Linked DNA regions of Mus musculus: regions 1, 2 and 4 are each linked to region 3. A link is a contact called in public HiChIP or PLAC-seq and Micro-C data. All regions are on one chromosome and are shown on one strand. Each heading gives the region's core, a stretch centred on a gene start, on an enhancer-like site or on the middle of the called end of the contact. The rest is flanking DNA. Distances are from core to core; before and after follow the strand shown.

The links. Hi-C and Micro-C count contacts between places; a contact is called where the count stands out from the background. HiChIP or PLAC-seq counts read pairs in DNA pulled down with a chosen protein or histone mark.
Region 1: a FOXA1 HiChIP or PLAC-seq map of pancreatic cancer cells shows a contact between it and region 3. The contact joins the enhancer-like site here to the promoter of A830021M18Rik in region 3. A contact is called at or near these places in 5 of 484 Hi-C or Micro-C datasets (the C2C12 cell line, the G1E-ER4 cell line, the N1E-115 cell line and 1 more), 6 of 115 datasets of contacts at active chromatin or transcription factors (embryonic stem cells, kidney, large pre-B cells and 2 more) and 1 of 9 other capture datasets (embryonic stem cells).
Region 2: an HNF4G HiChIP or PLAC-seq map of pancreatic cancer cells shows a contact between it and region 3. The contact joins the enhancer-like site here to the promoter of A830021M18Rik in region 3. A contact is called at or near these places in 6 of 484 Hi-C or Micro-C datasets (LSK cells, the N1E-115 cell line, brown adipocytes and 3 more) and 2 of 115 datasets of contacts at active chromatin or transcription factors (the 230-238 cell line and pancreatic cancer cells).
Region 4: a Micro-C map of the G1E-ER4 cell line shows a contact between it and region 3. The contact joins the enhancer-like site here to the promoter of A830021M18Rik in region 3. A contact is called at or near these places in 2 of 39 promoter capture datasets (the C10 cell line and the HPC-7 cell line), 22 of 484 Hi-C or Micro-C datasets (the AML12 cell line, the C10 cell line, the C2C12 cell line and 17 more) and 3 of 115 datasets of contacts at active chromatin or transcription factors (the 230-238 cell line, the HPC-7 cell line and pancreatic cancer cells).

What each region holds. Positions count from the first base shown.
Region 1 is chr15:36,900,648-36,903,347 of GRCm38.p6, forward strand. No RefSeq gene overlaps it. Among named protein-coding and RNA genes, the nearest start is that of Gm34529, 8.7 kb to the right of the region's middle. Within about 2 kb of position 1,299, at least 145 of the 459 cell types and tissues checked have an H3K27ac peak or open chromatin away from gene starts, as enhancers often do. A contact at or near this core is called in the G1E-ER4 cell line, the N1E-115 cell line, group 2 innate lymphoid cells and 1 more, where this site is marked.
Region 2 is chr15:36,854,289-36,857,002 of GRCm38.p6, forward strand. No RefSeq gene overlaps it. Among named protein-coding and RNA genes, the nearest start is that of Gm41299, 12 kb to the right of the region's middle. Within about 2 kb of position 1,438, at least 126 of the 459 cell types and tissues checked have an H3K27ac peak or open chromatin away from gene starts, as enhancers often do. A contact at or near this core is called in brown adipocytes and pancreatic cancer cells, where this site is marked.
Region 3 is chr15:36,724,966-36,727,665 of GRCm38.p6, forward strand. It overlaps A830021M18Rik (a long non-coding RNA gene), which reads left to right and starts at 1,280. Exons shown (of 3, transcript XR_875150.3): 1 at 1,280-2,003. The region is part of intron 1 of Gm41297 (a long non-coding RNA gene); the gene reads right to left.
Region 4 is chr15:36,872,255-36,874,954 of GRCm38.p6, forward strand. Gm10384 (a long non-coding RNA gene) reads right to left here. Exons shown (of 2, transcript XR_875155.3): 2 at 1-163. Among named protein-coding and RNA genes, the nearest start is that of Gm41299, 5.9 kb to the left of the region's middle. Within about 2 kb of position 1,342, at least 113 of the 459 cell types and tissues checked have an H3K27ac peak or open chromatin away from gene starts, as enhancers often do. A contact at or near this core is called in the C2C12 cell line, the G1E-ER4 cell line, the HL-1 cell line and 6 more, where this site is marked.

The DNA.
Region 1 (2,700 bases), core at 49-2,548, 180 kb after region 3:
AGCTCCCCTCCCCAGGCCCCTCCCCTCTTTCCTCAAATCCATGTTCAGGGAACTAACAGGAGGTTTCTGTTCAAATAGAGGGTAAGTGTGACACATAATTATACAGTCCTGGCCAAGGTGTGGTCCTGCCTGTTATTGATCTGACTTGGACTCTGGTTCCAGTCTGTCCTCCAAGACGGTCTGACGAATTGTTAGAAGGGTGTGAAATCTCTTCAGAGGAGACATGTTCCTCCTCTGTCTGGAAGCAAGTTTTAGGCTCCCCACCCCACCCCACCCCCACGCCGATGTGGGATTTCTGGGAAGTCCCAGTTTCCCTGAAGCCTTTCTTTAGAAGTCTGATAGCTCAAGCAGCACACACATCTCTCTTTAGACTGTATCTTCCCTCCTGCCCCTGGGCATCCTCAGGATTTTTGCTATCTTCTTGGCCTTGAGGTCAGATGGAGACACTCCAGCTACTTTTCCAAGCAGAGCAAATGGATAGTTCCCCTCTCGTGCCCTACCCCCTTTCCCAAGGACTTCTTTCCAGACAGCGTGCAAGAAACAGGGAATGTGAGATCTGAGGCAATGCTGGCCACTGCCCTTCTGGCTCTAGAGTCCTGTAGAGAGAGATACCCTACCTAGGGCAGTTCTGAAGAAGGCTACCATAGTGAGTGAGGTTTCTGGGTCCTGGGTTGTGATGTGCCTGACCTGAAGGGCAGGGGGCAGGCTTTCCTGATCCTTGAGAGATTCAACCATGGATGCTCAGAGTGAGATTTGCAGGCAAAGGCTAGGGCAGGATCAGAGGGGAGGTCAGCACAGAGCACGTGGGCCATGATCACCTGTTTCTGTGCCGTGAGCAGGGCTGCACAGGAAGGACTTTTGGGGTACATCGCATATATGTTAGGGCATCTTGCATGGTGGGCAGTCATGGCAGGGGCTTCTCCACTCTCTGTCAACAGTGCTAAGGATGGGATCCTCGTGCTCAGCCCTTAAGGAAGGGTGCAAACCTGAGGAAATGGTTGGGCGGGAACAGTGACAGAAAGCAGGAAGATGTCCTTGCTGCCTGCCTTTCCAAATGGTCTGTGTCCCTTCTGGAGCCTGACAAGGCAGATGATTCCAGCAAGAGGCTGCCCTGGCCACCCCAGGTGAGGTGGCATGGCAGGGCACCAGCATACTGCGGGATGGAGAGCCAGCCCTCCAACCAGCCTCCCCTCCTCATGTCTAACTTCCCAGAGACCCGCTTGCCCAGCCTCTGCACGGTGCCTGCTCTGGCTTGCTCTCTCCTTTTCCTCTCACCCCCACCCCGCATCTCCCTGGCTCTCAGCAGACTGCCGCCATCACCATGGCTACGCTTGCTTCTGCTTCTGCTCCACACTCAACAGGAGTCAGAGCTGGGGGAGGGAGGCCGGTCATTAGGCTTCCTGTTAAGCTGGGATCTCTCAAAGTCAGCTTGGGGCTGCACCCTGTATGTTCTGGGCCCAGCCGGTTCTTTGAGGGCTCACCTTCCATAGAAAAGATGGGCTTAACTAAACAGGATATCCTAGCCCAGGGAGGCTTAGTCATAGCCTGGGAGGATGCCACTAGCTCTCTGTCTCTCTCTCTGTGTGTCTGTCTGTCTGTCTGTCTGTCTCTCTCTCTCTCTCTCTCTCTCTCTCTCTCTCTGTGTGTGTGTGTGTGTGTGCGCGCGCGCGCAGGTACACATGTGTGTATAAGTGCACATACACATGTGTAGCTTCATGAGTGGAAGGAAGAGGAGAACCTTGAATGCCATTTCTCACATGCTCTCTACCTGTTGTTGTTGTTGTTGTTGTTGTTGTTGTTGTTGTTGTTGTTGTTGTTTTGAGACAGGGTATCCCCTGGCCTGGAACTCACCAAGTGATCTAGACTGGCTAGTCACCAAGTCCCAGAGATCTGTCTGTCTCTGCCTTCCCAGCACAGAGATTACAAGTTGGTGTCACAATGCTCAGCTTTTTTTAATTTTAATTTTTATTTTTTGCATGTGGTTAAATGTGAGTTCAGGTCCTCAGGCTTGCAAGATAATCACTTTACCAACTGAGACCTCTCCGTTGTAGAATATCGATGCATGGTAGTGTGTGGGTGTGACTGATGTCAAAGGTCACTCACTGAGTGATCACGGTAGGCTTAATGAAGTTACGACTGTCACCGTCAAGTTGCAGCTGAATAGGAACAGATTCTAATCAGTGCCTTCCCATTGTCAAGGGCATGAACTAACACAAATTAAGTATAGAACTCTGCTGAGTTTCAGTTTTCTTGTTTGTAAAATGAGGACAAGAACACCTAGTTTTCAAATTAAAGATAATTTATGCAAAATGGCTGGCACACAGTAGGTGCTAAGAAATGCCTCATGTCCTTTATTATTATAGAGGTCTGGGCCCTTTAAAAGGCATCATAGCATGAAAGACTGCTTTCCCTGACTTGAAGGCTACTGGGACTGGGTTTTAAGATGGATAGGCAGATTCCCAGCCTCACCTACAAGGAGATGTAGCCTTGAGCCCTGGTGTGGGAAGACAGCTGAGGTAGAGTTACCAGAGGTGAGCTCTAAGCTGAGGGTCTGGAGAGAGAAGTGAGCTGCCCAGACCCAGAGAATCTTGGAAAGTCTCAGGAACTGAGACACGAGATGCTGAGGAAGGGAGCAGATGGAGCCTGAAACAGAGAGGTTATTTTGAAGTAGACTTGCAAGGGCCAAGCTCTTCTCCCCCG
Region 2 (2,714 bases), core at 188-2,687, 130 kb after region 3:
TCTTGGAACTCACTCTGTAGATCAGGCTGATCTTGAACTCGCAGAGATCTGCCTGCCTCTGTCTCCCAAGTGCTGGGACTTAAGGCATGGGCCACATTTCTTTTTTAATGAGTCATACTTAAAAAGGTTCCCCTGACCTAAAAGTTATAACGGACTCACCTATGCTTCCTTCTAGTCACTATAAGATTTTATACATTTAAATCTTAGATCAATTTATATTATGTCCTCATATATAGCCTTATTTAGTCTATACCAGATGGCCACCAAGTCATTCTCTTGTACTTACTAACCCTTTAACATTTAGCTGCATATATATATATATATACATATATAGCATACACATATATACACACACATTTATGTGTATGCTATATATGTGTATATATATATATATACATACATGTATGTGTATGTGTGTGTATATATGTATGTATGTTCTGATAGCCTGACATGAAGAAAGAGAGGAAGAAGGAGGCGTATCCATTCACTCTCACTCGGATCCTGTAGAGGTATCAGCAAAGGATCTTTTACTTGTCTAGCAAGGATTATTGGCTACAAAACTTAGAAGGGGCTCTACTGACTTAGGCTAACAAAGGGTTCATTCAATGGATGTGGGCCCCAGTTAGTCAGTGGAGAACTGAGTCGACACTCAGACCTTGGGAGTGATGACAGCAGGCACAGCCCTGGGAGCTCAACACGGATTCCCAGTCACTGTGATTCAGCCAGAACAAACTTCCTGTGTGTCTGTGTTTAGGCTTCAGTTCCTGGGAGGGTTGTCTGATGGGACTTGGTGACTTGCCTACTCCCAATGAGCAGTGGTTGGGGGTCCTCGGATTAGTTGAACGTCAGAGCCATGTGCGTGGTGCAGAGGCCAGCTTCTCCAAGGAAGAAATGCTGGGCAACCAAACCAAACAAAGACTGGCAGCAGCTGTCCACAGTGTTGGTAAAAATAGCAACAATAAAAATAGCAGCGATTTGCTGACTGTTGTCTAGAGGCTGGGAACTGGGCTAACTCTTTCATCCCAGCCACCTTCTTCCCACTTCAGTCTGCCCTTTGACTGGTGAGAAAACAGAAGATGAAGAAATCTTCTTTGAGACACAACCAGTGCTTGACATAACAGGGACTCGGGCTGAGTGTGTCTACCCAGCCAGGCCTCTGCACCACACATCTTAAGATACTGTCCTCTAAGAATGAATGTGGGCTTTGAGTGCTCCAAGGGCTCTAAACACAGCTGTAGGTACTCCCTCTCACATCCAGAGTGCACCTGCTGAATCCTCCTGGAGATGGTTGACTTTTGTGACAGTCCTTGGTGCCCAGCATATTCAGGGTCGAGCCTTTCATTTATTCTGTCATTGAAGCCATCTTTGGCCAACGTGTGCTGTACTGTGTTGGCAACAGCGGCGGATGCTGCTTCTAGCTAGCTGCATAGCCCTCCCTTTGATCTCCTGCCAGTGCCTGAGCAGGCTTTGCTCCACCCCTGTCCCAGGGATCTTAGTCACCACCTTCTCTAGTTCAGAAATGCAGACATGGTGCCCATGCACAACCTGCCCTGGGCCTCTGCAGCTTTGTGGCTGGGCAGAGGAATTAGAATGTCAGTTCCTCACCTAAGTACCCACACCATACTAGAGTGCTTATCCTTAAGTCACACCCCTGTCAACGTCAGCAAGGGAGTCCTAGAAAACTACGTGTTCTTCAGTGTGCCAGCTCCTGTAGGCCATGCCCAAGCCTGCGTGTTTTCTTGTCCTCCCTCCTTTCCTTATTCAGAGATCTGCAAATCTCACCATCCCTTGGGCTGGGCAGCTCCTGGTGGGGTGTGGTCTGAGTTCCTGCCTGTGGAACCCTGGTGACTGAGGTGAGATCTCTGCATGTGACCTCCTCAAGAATGGGTGAGTTGCTTAGATTTCTGCTTTGCATGCCCTACAGCCATCTGGAGTGAGCACAGCTCCTTCTCAGCAGGCCTGGGGTCAATAGGATAGCCACAGGACACTTTATCCTCCAAACCATGTGGGGCTAGGAAAGGCTAGTTCTTGTGGGGGGAAGAGAATTCTCTTTCCCATCTGTGTCTTGGCAGAGAACTAAGAGGACTTACCAGCATTCAGATGGAACAACTGGGATTTACCAATGTCCTCTGTCCAGACTTCAATAGCCTACAAAGCCAGCCAGTGTACCCTGAGGAATGACACTTGGGGTTGACCTCTGACCTCTACATGAGGACATCACCTGTGCATGTGTAACACTGTTGCCATCATCAGATTCTCCCCACCACACACGTGCAAGTGCACACACACACACACACACACACACAGCTTATTCCTCCTCTTCAGATGTAACTGGGTGCCTTTCTAATGGATACAGTGTGACAGACATCATCGGATGTGACTTCCCAGGCTAGGTCACTTGGTTAACAAGCTCATAAATTGCTCACTGGGGTATAAGTGTGTCCCCATCTTGCTATATGGATGTTCAGTGGCTGTCTGCTCACCACATACATGAGCCAAATTGTAAAGGGTTCTCTAGACAAGTGTGTACTGACTACACCTCAGGAGGATTCCTCTTTACTCTGTGGCAAAAAATACCTGAGAGGAACCAACCTGAGTTGAGGGGTGGTGGTGTGATTTTGACTTCTAACCTGAGGGTCTGTCCATCACGTCCAGGAAGGTATGGTGGCAAGAGTGGCTTCCAGCTCTAATGACAGGAACCTGGGGTAGGATAG
Region 3 (2,700 bases), core at 30-2,529:
GACCTATAAACTCCATAAACTCCGGCTTTCCCAGACTGTCCCATGCTGGACTCATGAGCACCTTGACACAAGTCTTTGGGCTTCACTCTGTGGGGAGCCGCACTCACATTTGCCATTATAAGATGGCGCTGACAGCTGTGTTCTAAGTAGTAAATAATCTGCACATGTGCAGGGGCAGTTTTCCCGCCATGTGCTCTGCCTTTTTTGTGATGACAACTGGGCCAATGGGCTGCAGCCAATCAGGGAGCGACACGTCCTAGGCGGAGGATAATTCTCCTTAAAAGGGACGGGGTTCTGGCACTCTTTCTCTTCGCCTCTTCGTCTCTTCGTTTCTTCTTCTCTTCATCTCTTCGCCTCTTCGTCTTTTCCTCTGCTCTCTTCCTCTGCTCTCTGCCTCTCTCCCTCTCTGCCCCTCTCTCTGCCTCTCTCTCTGCGTCTCTCTGTGTCTCTCTCTCTCTCTCTTCCTCTCTGCCTCTCTCTGCCGCGCTCTTCCTCTCTTGCTCCTGAGTAAGCAATAAAGCTTTGCCGCAGAAGATTCTGGTTTGTTGCGTCTTTCCTGGCCGGTTGCGAACGCGTGTAAGATCACTCCTCTAGCAACATTCAGCTAATGGAACATCCCCATGTTTTGTGTAGCTCCTCTGAGCTCAGCACAAAATGGAGAATTCCCTTTTTCTAGCAGGGCTTCCACTTCTCTGACTACCCCCCCATCCTCTACCTGAGGAAGGTAATGGGGTCCTTGGCAAACCTACAAATTCCTCTCCCTACACCCCATAAGAACCTGCCCAGCAAATACCTGGGATTCCTGGAGAGCTTTTCCACACAAAAGAGGCGTTCCCAGTTCACTGAGCTCCAGCCAGTCATCAACATTCACCCTGAAAACTCCTCTCCACTCTCCAAAGTTCATATACAGCCCTTGTCCACCCAAATAAAGTAAGTGAGCACCAGCTATTTCACTGAAGACCATCTAAGAGCCACTTCATTGGGAGTCATCTAAAAGAGCTGTAAGACTAAAATCGCCAGAGAAGGCCTTCCTTGGTGAAGCCCTCCACCCCATGCCCACATGTGAGTTCAGCTGGACTGAGAGCCAGTCCCAACCTGTTCCAGACTCCACTTCATCCTTCAAGCCTGGTGCCTGGACACCCTGAGGGAGGAAACAGAGGACAGAGAAGCACTTCTGGCACCCAACGCGGCCCACAGCTGGAGGAAGCTAACATACACCTGGGAGGATGCTGGTACTTGATGGGCTGGGCTATGTCACAAGAGGGTGTGGTACAGACCTTTGATGGGCTGGGCTATGTCACAAGGGAGTGTGGTACAAATGCTTGCCATATAATGCTTTGCTATTGCTCTCCTGGTTGGGTCACCAATCTTTAGACACTTAAATTGTCTAAATGTAAAGAGAATTAATGTCACTACAGGCTGCTAAAGAGCAGAAGTTACTGTTGGCATGACCTGGCAATAGCCAGGTATGCCTGGCTCACTCTAAAAGGGTCTGCATGTCTCTTCCTCGCTGTCTGATCCTCTTTCTTACTACCTGCCCCTTCTCCCGCTCCCCCCTTCCTCTCCCCATGTGTTCCTGGCCTGCTTCTCCCTCTCCTCTCCCCACCTCCCGCCTTTCTCTGCCTCCCACCTTCCCCATGCCCTAAATAAACTCCATACCATGCCTCAGGGGGAGGGGATGCCTCAGCGGGGGCCTGTGGAGGCAGCCCTTCCACCTCACCCACCATACAGCGCCTCTACCAACACGGGTGCTGTGCCTGGGATTTAGAAACTCACAGGTTGCATGAGCTCATATTTCCGTGCTGCCACATGGACTTTGCAGCCATGGGATGGATCTCTTGCTAGACCTCTCCACCCAAGCACTGGAGAATTGGTAAAGCTCCCTACTCTCACTGGTCAGCATAAACGCCCTCTGGTCCCAAGGGAGGGCTGTTGAGCTTGCAGCCACCCCGTGGTGTCCTGGTCTTCTTACTGATGCTTCGTTCTCGGACCTCTACCCCTGGGTGAGTGCTCTCTCTGTCTCTGTCTCTCTTTCTCTGACGGTTTTTCTCTTGGCTTCTCTTGCACACTGCTGAAAAAATCCTACGCTTAGGCAAACCATCCTCCCTCAGGCTCTGAGCCCCACACACAGCTCGTGCACTGGTCCCGCAGCTCAGCTGCTAGTTCACTGCGTGGCTGGTGATCTGTTTTGGCTGCCTCTGTTTCTAGCTATCACATTTGTACTAGAGACACCGGGGAACGGGGAAGTCACTTGCTCCTATTCTCACCCAGAAGGGAATATCTTTGCTAGCACGTCTCCTGGTTAAAATTTGGCCCCTATACCCATCAAAGAATAACTCTAAATGGCCGTTTACTGGAACTTTAATAGCAAACTTTTACAACTCTCTAGCTAGCGATCTGTAGACCATTCCCTACCCCACGTTTTCTTGCTGCTTGCTCTCCACTCCCGGTTCCCTGCTCCCCTGATTCTGCCGCCACCACGTACTTTCCATCCGCCCCTCACTCTCTGTTCAGGGCGGTGCTGCCTGACAATCCTGAGCTCTCCACATTCCCCCTTGCTGTCTCCCTCCCTGTTTGACCTGACTCCACAGCAGCCAGTTGACTAGAGCTCTGGCAGCAAGGACACAGCTGCAGCTACGGCCCCCCAGCCCCGCCTACTCAACCCTGCCACCCAGTGCTCTGTGGCACGGCGTGATCTCT
Region 4 (2,700 bases), core at 92-2,591, 150 kb after region 3:
GCAACAATTGTCTGCCATGTAAGTGCCAAGGTCAGAGCACCAAGATGTCCTTAGAGTGAGAACTTTTGTGACAGTCTTTGATTGTAGATACCATGGAACTGGAGTACAGCTTGATGGTAGAGCACTTCTCATGCGTATAGGGCCCTGAGTTCAATCCCTAGCCCTGCAGGAAGAGCAAAAGAAAAAAAGAAAATGGTTTACATAAATCACAAACACATCAGCCAGCCACATTTGGAGAACATATGTTTATCTCACAAGATATTCCAGGTAGGTTGAACCATGAAGATGAGACCCAGGTGTGGTGGTGCACACCTGTAAGCCAGCACTGGGGAGGCAGAGGCAGGCAGATCTTGTGAGTTCAAGGCCAGCCTGGCCTATATAGCAAATTCCAGAACATCTAGGGCTATACAGGCCAGCCTGAGACCTTATCTCAAAAACAACGAACAATAACCCCAGAAAGTTGAAAGCAGAAGTCAGCGTTTACAAAGCATCAGATATGGAGAAACTGAACATTCTGCAGCACTGCCTGGATATCTGATGTCAAACCACCTCCCTCACTCACTTTATCATCTTTACTTCTCATGCTATTATTCCTACATTACTGGTCAAGTAAGTTTTCAAGGTTGTAGGTAGCAGAATTCATCCAAATTGAACTCTCACTGAGCAACAAGCAAAGCAGACTATATCTTCATATTTATTTAAAAAATGGGTGTTGGACATTAATAGGATGAGATTACAGCCAAAGAATTGGGTAAAGGGATGCTAACTGGAAAAGTGTCTTAAGAACCCGGAAGAAGGGCTGCAGATGTAGCTTAGGGACAATGTTTGCCTAGAGACTCCAGATTTGAGCCCCAGCACAGCAGCTCAAACAACCAATCATCCAACCAGTCAACCAGCAATAAATCTAGCTGTTGAATGCCTCCAGTAGTGGGAATAGGGTGCGCTGACTAGTACTGGGAACTGTTTCACAAGCACCAGCACCAAACTTGACACCAAGCACCTGTTGAGGGTTAAGGGTGTAGCCAAGGCAGGCATTTGGGCAACTGGAGAGATGCTGGTACCATTAGCAAAAAATAGCAAAGCAGATGAAGAAGCTGGGGGAGGGTTAATGGTATGGGGTTTCGATGCCGCTAAGATTTCATCCCTTCAGAACAATAGCTAGAAGTCACCAAGCTATGCATGTGCCAAAAGCTGAGGTCTCCGTGACCCTGGAGCCCCACAGGCCTGGTGCCCCTGGAGTCTTGGCAACTGTTCAAACATGACTGGAATCTGGCTCAGCCCTGCTGCATATTTGAAATGAGTGGCCTGACAAGGAGCTGCGGAGAGGAAACGCTGTCACAGGGAAGGCAAACATCCGCACTGTTCAATAATTCAGTGCAGAGCCTGCCCTGCTGCAGAGCTATAGAATCCCAAAGAGTGCTTTAAAAAAAAAATCAAACCAAATTTCCGTGTTAAGTCATGCCGGGGCAGGCTGGAGAGTTGCCAAAAGAGAAGATTCTAGGTCTCGTATAAACAGGCCCTGAGGTGGTTACAGAATCAGTTTGCTCTGGCACAATACCCATTTGCATGTCAGTTCCCTCAGCTTAACTCAGCCTAGGGTCCCCTGAAATCCTGTGAGCAAATAAAGCCATCTAGTGCGAGCTGCTGCTGGGTCCAGATGAGCTTGCGGCTGGGGGGGGGGGGTCTAGCCTCATGTCTCTCTGCTTTATGCTTCTTTGAACCAATTCGGACAGAGATGAAACACCCCAGTGACAGGTGGGCCGGTCAGAGGGGAGCAGCTAAAAGATGCTGCTGGGACTCAGCTGCCCTTCCTAGGGGGCTGGCTTTCTCAGTAGTCTCTTTCCAGCCAGCCTGCACGGCAGGCTCTCTGGTGCCCACTGTTGTCTTACCCCTACTCAGCCTTGGTTTTTGCCTTTTTGGAGCCTAGAATCTGCTTAGATTTGAAGTGAATTAGTAAGCAGAGGTCCTTATTTCTGCCAGACATAGTGAGGAAGGGTCCTGATACTCTTAGAGTGGTCGGTTGCCTGGCAAGGGATTGATTTGAGCAGCTGTGGAGATGAACACGGGACAGGGCTGCTTCCAGCAGGAATCTGCACAGTGTGCTACTAATGTCCTGTTTTGCCAAGGGCCAAAGAACTCCACAGCTATCCCTTCCATAATCCACCAGAGAGCAGACACTGGGAGTGACAAAAAGTCCTGATGGCGAGCTTCTGCGTGGGCTGTTTCGGCCCTCACTTGCCTCTTTCGTGGATGTTTTTGCCCGAGGTACTCCCAGCCTAGCCGTGGACACTGGAAAACTGTGGTGTGCTGGATTGTGAGCTCTGTTCAGAGCCTTTTGCAATCTCCCCAAATTCCTTTCCTCATGTTGTTCACAATAAAAATGATGCTGACCCTTAAGGCATGAAACAACACAAGTGCAGACATTAAAGTGATTTCACTTAAGAGATTTAGATTGCAAAATGTGGATGGAGCACTTCCTGAAGCTGAAGTAGGATTTTTTTTTCAGTGTTGTGGGAAGTGATTGGCTGGGCCTCTAAATCAATATTTAGGTAGCAGTTGGGTAGTTTAGCCTCAACTCCAAAGCCTTTGTGCCCGTGGCTGTATCCCGCTCTGTCGAGCCAGCATTCTGGTACCCAGGTCCAAGGCTCAGGATTAGAGTTGCTGCAGCCTGACTGCCCTGCCCAGCGCTTTTGAATCTCA